Linked DNA regions of Oryctolagus cuniculus: region 2 is linked to region 1. A link is a contact called in public Micro-C data. All regions are on one chromosome and are shown on one strand. The core of a region is the stretch at or near the end of the contact, and the rest is flanking DNA. Distances in the headings are between cores, read along the strand shown. Region 1 overlaps ZDHHC14 (zinc finger DHHC-type palmitoyltransferase 14). Region 2 holds the start of TMEM242 (transmembrane protein 242).

Region 1 (4,845 bases), core at 1,122-3,621:
CTAAGGTGAGAGCCAACAGCGAGGCAAACAGCAACAGTGAACCCCCTCCCCCGAGCACCGGGGTTATCGCTACACAACCCTGGTCAGGCTCCCTGGGCACCCACAGGCGCTCAGGTGACAGAAGGCACAGCTGGGGTTACGGCAGCAGCACTTGCGGGCTCTGGACGTCACAGCGTCCAAGCTGGAGCCCTGAGCGCGCACCTGCTCGCTGCCATCCCCCACCGAGTGGAGGGCTCAGCTCTGGCTACTTGCAAAGCGTCTCCTTCAGTTATCTTTCGGGATTATCCTCTTCTAGTGCCCTCACTAGATTCCCATTAGACAAAGACTGGGCGCGTGTGGAGTTGGCAGAGGTGGGAGGAGCTTAGGGAAAGGCAATAAATGCTGATTAGAAAAGTAATCTTCCAGAGGTGGGGACTGTGCCACAGCAGGTGACGCCACTGCTTGATCGCCCCTCTGCCTTATACTGGAGTGACGGTTTGAGTCCTGGCTCCCCTGCTTCCAGTCCAGCTCCCTGCTTACGCACCTTGGAGATGGCAAAGGGATGGCCCAAGCACATAGGTTCCTGCCAGCCACGTGGGAGACAGACCTGGATGAGATTCCTGGCTTCGACCTGGTCCAAGCCTTGCGTCTGTGGACATTTGGGCAGTGAACCATCAGACAGAAGATCTCTCTCTCTCTCTCTCTTTCTCTCCCTCTCTCTCTCTCTCTTTATCACTCTACTTTTCAGATAACTAAATCCTTTTTTTCAAAAAAAAATTATTTATTTATTTGAAAGGCAGAGTTACAGAGTAGCAGAGGTAAAGAGAGAGAAAGAGAGGTCTTCTATCTACTGGTTCACTCCCCAAATGGCTGCAATGGCCAGAGCTGTGACAATCTAAAGCCAGGAGCCAAGAGCTTCCTCTGTGTCTCCCACACGGGTACAGGGGCCTAAGGACTTGGGCCAGCCTCCATTGCTTTCCCAGGCCATAGCAGAGAGCTGAATTGGAATTGGAACAGCCAGGACTTGAACCGGCACCCATATGGGATGCCAGCATTGCAGGCAGTGGCTTTATCCACTATTGGGGCCACGGTGCTGGCCCCAATAAATCCTTTTTTCAAAAAGTAATCTTCCAGCATATGAGGTGGAATCAGATGAATACCTCAGTGATGAACACGAGCAAGCCTCCTAGCCCTGGAGAGTTACTTGGTTACGTGGGTCTCTGTAACGGCCTCCTGCTGCTCGCAGAACAAAATCTGAGCTGGTTAGCAGGTACCTTCTCCTGCCACAGCTGTCTCCATACAAATGCCTGCTGTACCGTCCACAGGCCTAACACCGTCGCCCCTGCTTCCTGAGCACACGGAACAGCTGCGTCTCACAGGCTCCGCCACTGCTCCGGCCTGTTCCCTTTTCACTGACTAGACCACGTGTCGGTTCAGCCACACGCGAGATAAAGGAAACTTCCTCTGTGCCCAAGCAAACGTCGGCTCAGACCGTCCCCTGTGTCTCAAGCTTTGTCGAGGCTTTGGTGATGGTTCTGAGCTATTTAAATCACCCCCAGGGCTAGGACACGCCCACTGCTTGAGCCCCAGCCTGGATTCTGACCTAACCAGGCTCTCATGTCAGTACTGTAGGTCTGATGGGTGCCCCGCGCCCAGAGACACAGCGCTATAGGAAGTCGTGTCCTCAGCTCCCAGAAGCAGGGCCAGGGGCCAAGGGGGTCTTCTCCCACTACCCTGGTGGGAGAGCATGAGGCCCCAAGCTGCTGGTTGTGTGACTTTGGCCAAGGTCCTGTAAAGCCCCTTTTCGCCATTTGTCACCTGGGGACGGCTCACAGGCTGCTGCGGGACCACATGGGAAGGTCCTCGCAGGGATGTGGTCAGCCAGCGCTGGGCCGGCTGTCAGGGGGCTGCGCCTCCGCCGGCAGCCGAGGACTGCGGTGGAGCCCTGGCTCCCTTCCTGGAGTGCCGTGACCTTCACCCTGTGACTGGCTAACTCAGCAGGAGAAGGCTTGTGGACTCACTTTTCTCCCGTTTAATTAAGGATCAGAACACGAGAACTTTCACACTGACTGTGAGCTCTAACTCTATTCCCAAAACGAAAGAGAAATAAAGAGAAAGAGGACGGACTGCTGGGCGGTTTGCTGGGCCCCTTGTTTCTCCTGCTGGTGTAGGCTTCCCAGGGAGCAGAGGGTGGCAGCTTAGCATCTACGCTGTACCAGAGACCTGAAAACCGGGGGGGGGGGGTTGGGTCCCTGCGGCCACCGTGCGCTGGCTCACTCCGTGACGCTCTTGGTTGGGGTGTCTGTTCCGGGCAGCCTGAGCGAGCTAGAGGGAGGAATGTCCCAACTGCCCCCAGAGAACCAGGCTGGCTCTCAGTCTAGAAATAGTTTAGCTTGTGTTTCCGTATTTTGACAATCCCTGGAAATCGCTCGGAATGTGTCTATTTCTCTTGGCCCTAACATTACTCCAAGGGGAAGAAAGCAAAGCAAACAGACAGGACCTGTGACCCGCGCTGGAATCCACTTTGCTGGAGGTTCCCAGCTCCCTCGGCTGGCAGAGTTACATGCATTTCATAGACTGTTAGGGAAAAAAACACATGGAACACTGATGTCCCCCTGGGGCTAATTCATGGGCTTGTTTACACTCACTGAAGTTTTTGGCTACATCTCCCCCCCCCCCCCTTACAAATTACTCTCATTTTTAAAACTTTTTAAGCTTTTCTTCCTTTTTTGCCTACTTCCAACATCAAACAATGTTAGCATAAAGCCTATGACAAAATGGCAACACATTAGACAACTGAGATGAAATTCCCAAAACACACACACACCACTGAAACTGACACATGAAGAAATAGAATATCTGAGTAGACCTATAACAAGCTCAGAGCAAGTCAGTGATCAGAAACTACTCATCAAGGAAGCCCCCAGACCGACAGCTTCCTTGTGAGTTCCTTCAGACCTCGAAAGGAGAACTAACACCAGTTCCTCACCGATTCCTCAGAAGACAGAAGCGGGAGAAACCCTTCCTGACTCACTCTGGGAGGTCAGTGTTACTTCCTGATACCAATACTGGACAAAGACCTCACATGAAAAGATAACGCAGGCAGCGGCAAGGTGGTGGCACAGCGGGTAAAGCCTCAGCTTGTGGTGCGGGCGTCCCCCGTGGGCGCTGGTTCCTGTCCTGGCTGCTCCACTCCCGACCCAGCTCTCTGCTAGGAAAAGCAGCAGAAGATGGTGCCAGTGCTTGGGCCCCTGCCACCCACGTGGGAGATGCAGAGGAAGCTCCTGGCTCCTGGCTTCAGCTTGGACCAGCCCTGGCCATTGCAGCCATATGAGGAGCAAACCAGTGGATGGAAGATCTCTCCATCTCTCTCTTTTTCTCTCTCTCTGTAACTTTGAGTTTCAAATAAATAGATACATCTTTTAAAAAAATCTAGATGGTATCTCTTATAAAGATACATGCAATAATCCTCAACAAAATCCTAGCAAACCGAATCCAGCAACGCACAGCAAGGATCACACGGGCGACCCAGTGAGATCTGACACGGAAACACACGCAATGAGAGCCCAACAGGAAAAGCCGAGCACAAGCTTGCTCCAGGGGACTTCTGAGCTGCAGGCCACGGCCAACCCTCCTCGTGCAGCAAGGGCTGTCTTCCTGTCTCAGGCCTGCTGGGAGAGGGGGGAGAGCAGGGGGTCCCCACTGATCGTCTTCCAGGAGGAGGGGGCTCTCTCCTGTGGGTGGGTCGACGATGGTGTCCTGCTCTCCTCACCCAGCTGAGCTGCAAAGACGGGAGATGCGCTCACAGGCAGAGCTAGAAAGGACATTAGCTACAAATCACTCCCAGCTCCCACTCCACAGACGGGGAGAACTGAGGACCGGAGGCAGAGGGAGTTGGTGATGGGAGCTCACTGACGGGCGCCTCATCTCCCGTCCGAGGCTCCTTCCCCACTCCAGCCATGACCACCGCTGTCCTGCTACTCAGAGAGGACACAGTTGCTCTGGCTGACCTGGCCACCCATGCATACCTGGGAGATGACACCGACAGTAACAATAACAGCCAACACTACAGAGCACCGCTCCGCTAGGCAACGGGCTAAGTGCACGTTAAGGTGTTTGCTTCTCGGAGACCCTACTAGGCACACTTGTCAGTGTTCCCATTTCATGGGTGTAAACAGTCAGGGTCGCTCAGCTACTAAGGGGCGGCAGCCTGCTCTCTGCACGACTGATTTCCGACTTTCTTAGAGAGGGATAAGGAAGGCAGCTTACGGCCTGGCGGCAGACACGAAGGTGCTCACCGGGGGAACAGGTGTCCCTGCGCAGGGGTCACCACTGCCGGGAATGTCCTGGCTCAGGGATGTGACTCCAGGGTTCGGTGTTGCTCCTGAACCTGGAGCGGTGCTCACCGGAAGTTTCGTTTGTGACCGGGAGAAGGTGGACCAAGGGACTCGGCCGTGTAGGGCTTCCTTCCTGTAGAGCTCCTGGGCTTTCGGGAGGGACCCCAGTTCTGGGACTCCGGGCAGCGTCCTGTGTCTGAGCTCACAGGGCACAGCTGTCAGACGTCATGTCACCTCCCGGTGTGGCTCCTGGGACAGACCCGAGTCTTGCTCGCCTCTCGGCCGCCACGTGCTTTCTGAGCCCTCTCTACACTCTGCAGAAAGGGGTCCTAGATGTTCTCTGGCCTGTGTGTGCGGGGAGGGGGGGCTGGCAAGGCGATGCCCACCTCTGCTCTGGCGTGCGAGGCGTCTGAGCTCACTGTCAGCCTGACAGGTGGCTCGGGGCCACGGGCCCCTACTGACCACCCCCAGCAAGACTAAGTACACCTCAGCTCCACAGTGAGGCAGACCGCTTCCCACAAGGACAGGC
Region 2 (4,800 bases), core at 798-3,297, 320 kb after region 1:
CATCTTCTATTGCTTTCCCAGGCACATTAACATGGAGCTGGATCAGAAGTGGAGCAGTCAGGACTCACATCGGCACCCATATGGGATGCCGGCACCACAGGCAGTGGGCACAGTGCCGGCCCCTGGGCATCTGTTATTTTTAAAAATCTCAAAGAATTCTACTAAAACAGTAGTGCAATCAAAGGTGACAATAATTAGAGCTAATATTTATGGAGTACTTCTTTGTGCCAGGCTTTGTGCTAACTTCTCTATTGCACATTGCTTCATATAATTCTCACAGCAACTCTATGAGGTGGTGCTATGGTGCACTTCAAAAACTTGACATTGAATTTCCACAGTGATAGTATCGGGAGGTACTTCTGCCATGGGGACTCTGCCCTCATGAGCAGACTACTGCTGTTATTACAGGAGCAGGGGTGTGATGAATTCTGATGAGCTCTGGCCTCTCCCCTGCCCCCCATCTTGTAATGCCTTCCACATGTGATGCAGTTCATAAGCCCTCACCAGGTTCAGCCCCTCAGCCTTGAACTTCCCAGCCTCCAGAACTGAGTGGAATAAGCTGTTTCCATTTACAGTACATCCAGTCTATGCTGGTGTTAGCAGTAGAAAACAGACTAAGACAAGGAAGCTCTTTCCTTTTTTTTTATTATTATTATTTTTGACAGGCAGAGTGGAAAGTGAGAGAAAGAGACAGAGAGAAAGGTCTTCCTTTGCCGTTGGTTCACCCTCCAATGGCTGCCGCGGCCGGCGTGCTGCGGCCGGCACACAGCACTGATCCGATGGCAGGAGCCAGGTGCTTCTCCTGGTCTCCCATGGGGTGCAGGGCCCAAGCACTTGGGCCATCCTCTACTGCACTCCCTGGCCACAGCAGAGAGCTGGCCTGGAAGAAGGGCAACCGGGACAGAATCCGGCGCCCCGAAGGGAACTAGAACCCGGTGTGCCGGTGCCGCAAGCCTTCCTTTATTTTACAGTTGAGGAGTTTGAGATCTGGAGAAACCAAGTAACCCCAAGGTGACAAAGCTAAGATGTAGTTTAGGGCCTGTACTCAGGTTTTAAGTTACTATCATCATTATTAAACTTTATTTATTCGAAAGGCAGAGTGACAGAGAGAGGGAGAGACAGAAAAAGAGATCTTCCATCCGCTGGTTCACTCCCCAAATGATCCTAATGGCTGGGACTGAGCCAGGAGGAAGCCTCTGGGTCTCCCACATGGGTGCAGGGGCCCAAGCACTTGGCATCCTCAGCTGCTTTCCCAGGTGCACCAGCAGGGAGCTGGCTGGGGAGCAGAGCAGCTGGGATGCCAGCCAGCGCTCCTAGGGGATGCCAGCCACCGAGGCAGCGCTTCGCGCACTGCACCAACAATGGCTGGCCCCAGATTTCAGCTATTACCTGCATTTAAAAGGAATACATTCGTTTACTCATTCATCCAACATGCATTTATGACGCACGACAGACAACTCGCTGGAAGCTGAGAAATATAAAAATGAATGTGGGTCCCCACCCCTCCTCAGGAAACTCCTGCCCCAGAGTGTTGGGGGCAGAGAAAGACAGGCAGAGCGCCGCATTGTCTTCGGACGCCCGGGTCTTAGGCCCCTCAGAAGCCAGGCCTGTCCCCGTGCAAGACCTTAGCGCCCCCGCCCCGGGGCTGGCACCCCACGCTGGCCGGGCTGCCCAGGCTTCCCAGAAGGTCCGCTCTCCCCAGGGAGGACCGCTAGCGAATTTCCAGGAGGACGGCAGAGAAGAGACCAGGGCCTGCTTTGGTTCCAGCATCCTCCAACCAGCTGGGGCTGGGAACCTGGGGCCATCAGCGACCCCCGGTGCCTCCTGGAGTCAGGGTTCTGCATTCTTTCAAACCAGGCAAGTAATTATTGAAACCCTGCGATAGGCGGCGAGGACGCCGCCTGCAGCCCCTACATACCTTCTGCCCCCCCACCCCCACCCCCGGCCCCGCCGCAGCGCGAGCGGGAAGATTTGGGGACCCCGGCCGGACTCCGGACCCGTCTTCAAGTTGCACAGGGACGCGCGGCCGCGGAACCTTTCTCCTCCGCCTCGCTCTCGCTTCCACCCGGGCCCGGTTGGGAGCGGACTCGGTGGTGGGGGACTTAAAACATGGACACCGCGGGCGCTGGGGCTGCGCCGGCCAGGGCTCGGCTGGAGGCCCCGGGACCTGCGGACGACCGGCTTTTCGTGGTGAAAGGTGAACCGCGGTGCGGGCTTCCGGGTGGAGGGGTGATCGCGCTCTGCGGGCGGCGGCCGGGTCGCGTGGCCTCGGGTCTCCCGCGAGCTCGTCTCCCCTGAGGGCCGTATTCCCCTATCCCCTCAGCGATTTGTCCCTCGCCCTGCCTTTTGTGGCTGCTGCCGTTTCTCTTCTCCTCCCCGGGAGAAACGTGGCTCCGCGGTCCTGGGGGAGAGGGGACGGGAACCTGCGTCCCTCGTCCGCACTGGAGAGCGACGCCCCCGAGTGACCGCAGGAGCCACAGGTCACGAAGGTGTCGCAGCGTTCTCCTCTCCAATAACATGGGGCCGTGACGTCTCGAATTTCTAGAGTGACTTTGAATGAGATTCTATTAGTACCTGAGACTTGTGTGCATCTTTTTAACGTTTTTTTTTTTTTTAACTCTCCCCTCCCCAAACGCCTGGCAGGTGGAATTTTCCTCGGCACCGTTGCTGCAGTGGGAATGTTAGCTGGATTTGTTACGACGTTATCGTTGGCTAAAAAGAAAAGCCCTGAATGGTTCAATAAGGTTTGTGGCACAAACCCGCTCATAGCATTTGTGTGGTTTACAATAAATAGCTTTTTTTTTTTTTTTTTTTGCATAAAGAAAATGTGGGTGACCTTATATCTTGCATTACGAAGTAAACTTGGGAGACGGTGCTGTGGCAAAGCAGTTAAAGCCGCCGATGGCCTGGGAAGGCAGCGGAAGAAACCCAAGTGCTTGGGCTCCTGCACCCGAGTGGGAGGCCTGGAGGAGGCTCCTGGCTCCCGACTTCGCTGACATTTAGAGAGAGAGCCACGGCCAATGGGTGGGAGATCTTGCTCTCTCTGTGTAACTCTGCCTTTCAAATAAATAAATTAAAAAAAAAAAAAGGTAAAAGATGCATGCATCTTTCCAGAAGCTGCCTTATTACGTGAACCTGAATCTGTAGCTCACGGACTCCAGAAGCACACGCGTTGACAGGCCTTGTTTCCATCTAAAACATGTACTCCTTTTTTGTGTTTTCTTACACTTTGAAAAAGATCTAGTACATCTCCTGTTCACAGCATGACTTTGAATGTAAATCCAGGTCATCCACTGTGAAGTGTAAGAGGCCCCAATATTTTATGTACTATTTAGAAAGAAAAAATGGTGGCAACTAAACTCTGACACTGCTCATTGCGTGAGGAGAAAGTGCATCCTGGGGTCGTGGAAGTGCACGTCAGCTTCCGAGTACAGGGATCGTACGTGTTCACTGCCGCGGACTGTGGCTCTGGAAAAGTGCCCGACACATAGTAGGTGCGCAGTGAAATTCGGTGGCACGGCTGTTATCCACCAAGGGCAGAAAATCCTCACTCCTTGAGCAAGATCGAGCAGCTGCTCTCTGGGGTGGTGAACCTCATTTCCCCGTTGCTGAGACGTTTTCTTAGCCTTCACGTGCAGTTCCATTCACATGCTGCCTGATGGCAGGGGTCGGCGCTGAGGAATGTGCCTGGGCAGTTTGGTTGTGTTTGGGCATCAGGCTGTGCTTACACTAACGTGAGCTGGCTGTGGCGTTCTTCAGCGGTAGCATCTTCTGGGGCCTCCGTGGTGTACGTGGTCTGTTGACCAGAAAGTCAGTGCTGTGCACGACTGTACTTGTTATGAGTGTCCTGTACCTGCCCCCACCCCTGTTGGTCTTATGTATCAGTGCTTCACTGTGTCCACACACGTTTACTTGGAATCTGTCATGTGGCAGGCACTCTGCCAGCCTTGTGGGCTGCACAGAGGAACAGTTACCTGCTTCCCAGGAAGTTGACTGTCTGGGGTGGGGGACAAATATTGAATATTCCCACAGATAACTATGTAATGATCATTTGTTACCAGCTATGAAGGAAAAGTGTTATAGTGACAAATCATAAACCAAATTCCTTTTCTACACACATATATTTAATATTTGTTTATTTGAAAGGCAGAGTTAGAGAGCGAGCTTCCATCCGGTGGTTCATTCCCCAAATACTCACAGTAGTCAGGGCTAGGCCAGGGTGGCAGGGGTCCAAGCACCAGCGCTCATATGGGATGCCGGTGTCACAGGTGGTGGCTTAACCCACTAAGCCACAATGCCAGCTCCTGTATTTATCTATTAAAATAACATGTCTGGATCCTGTAATGGCAAAAGACCACATGGGTTTTTGTCATCGTTTTGAGAGGCAGAGAGAGCTGCGTCTACTGCCTGGTTCACTTCCTAAATGCCTGGGATGGACCAGTTACTTAAGGCAACACCGCTGCCTTCTGTGGTCTGCACTAGCAGGAAGCTGAAGTCAGGAGCCGGAGGAAAGACTCAGGCTCCGACACACATGTCTTTTTGAACAGCAGACAGAGACAGAGAAACAGAGGCAGAGATCTTCTGTCCACTGGTTCACTCCCCCAGTGCCCAGAACAGCTAGAGCTGGACCAGGCTAACGTCAGGAGCCCAGAACTCAGGCTGGATCTTCCATGTGAGTGGTAGGAGCTTCAATATTGGAGCCATCTCCTTTTACTTCCTAGGGTGTGCATTGGCATGGAGCTGGAATCAGAAGTAGAGTAGTCAGGATTTCAAACCCACCACTGATATGGATGCAGGCAT

What was found. A called contact is a pair of places that touch in the nucleus more often than the background predicts.
Region 2: a Micro-C map of ear pinna shows a contact between it and region 1, with 3 times the contacts expected there. The contact joins the promoter of TMEM242 here to the enhancer-like site in region 1. A contact is called at or near these places in 3 of 6 Hi-C or Micro-C datasets (ear pinna, psoas muscle and an unstated tissue).

The regions. Positions count from the first base shown.
Region 1 is chr5:9,979,485-9,984,329 of mOryCun1.1, forward strand. The region is part of intron 8 of ZDHHC14 (zinc finger DHHC-type palmitoyltransferase 14); the gene reads right to left. Among named protein-coding and RNA genes, the nearest start is that of SNX9, 120 kb to the left of the region's middle. Within about 2 kb of position 2,372, at least 4 of the 8 cell types and tissues checked have an H3K27ac peak or open chromatin away from gene starts, as enhancers often do. A contact at or near this core is called in ear pinna, where this site is marked.
Region 2 is chr5:10,299,716-10,304,515 of mOryCun1.1, forward strand. TMEM242 (transmembrane protein 242) reads left to right here and starts at 2,048. Exons shown (of 4, transcript XM_002714955.5): 1 at 2,048-2,197; 2 at 2,644-2,744. The coding sequence starts at 2,110.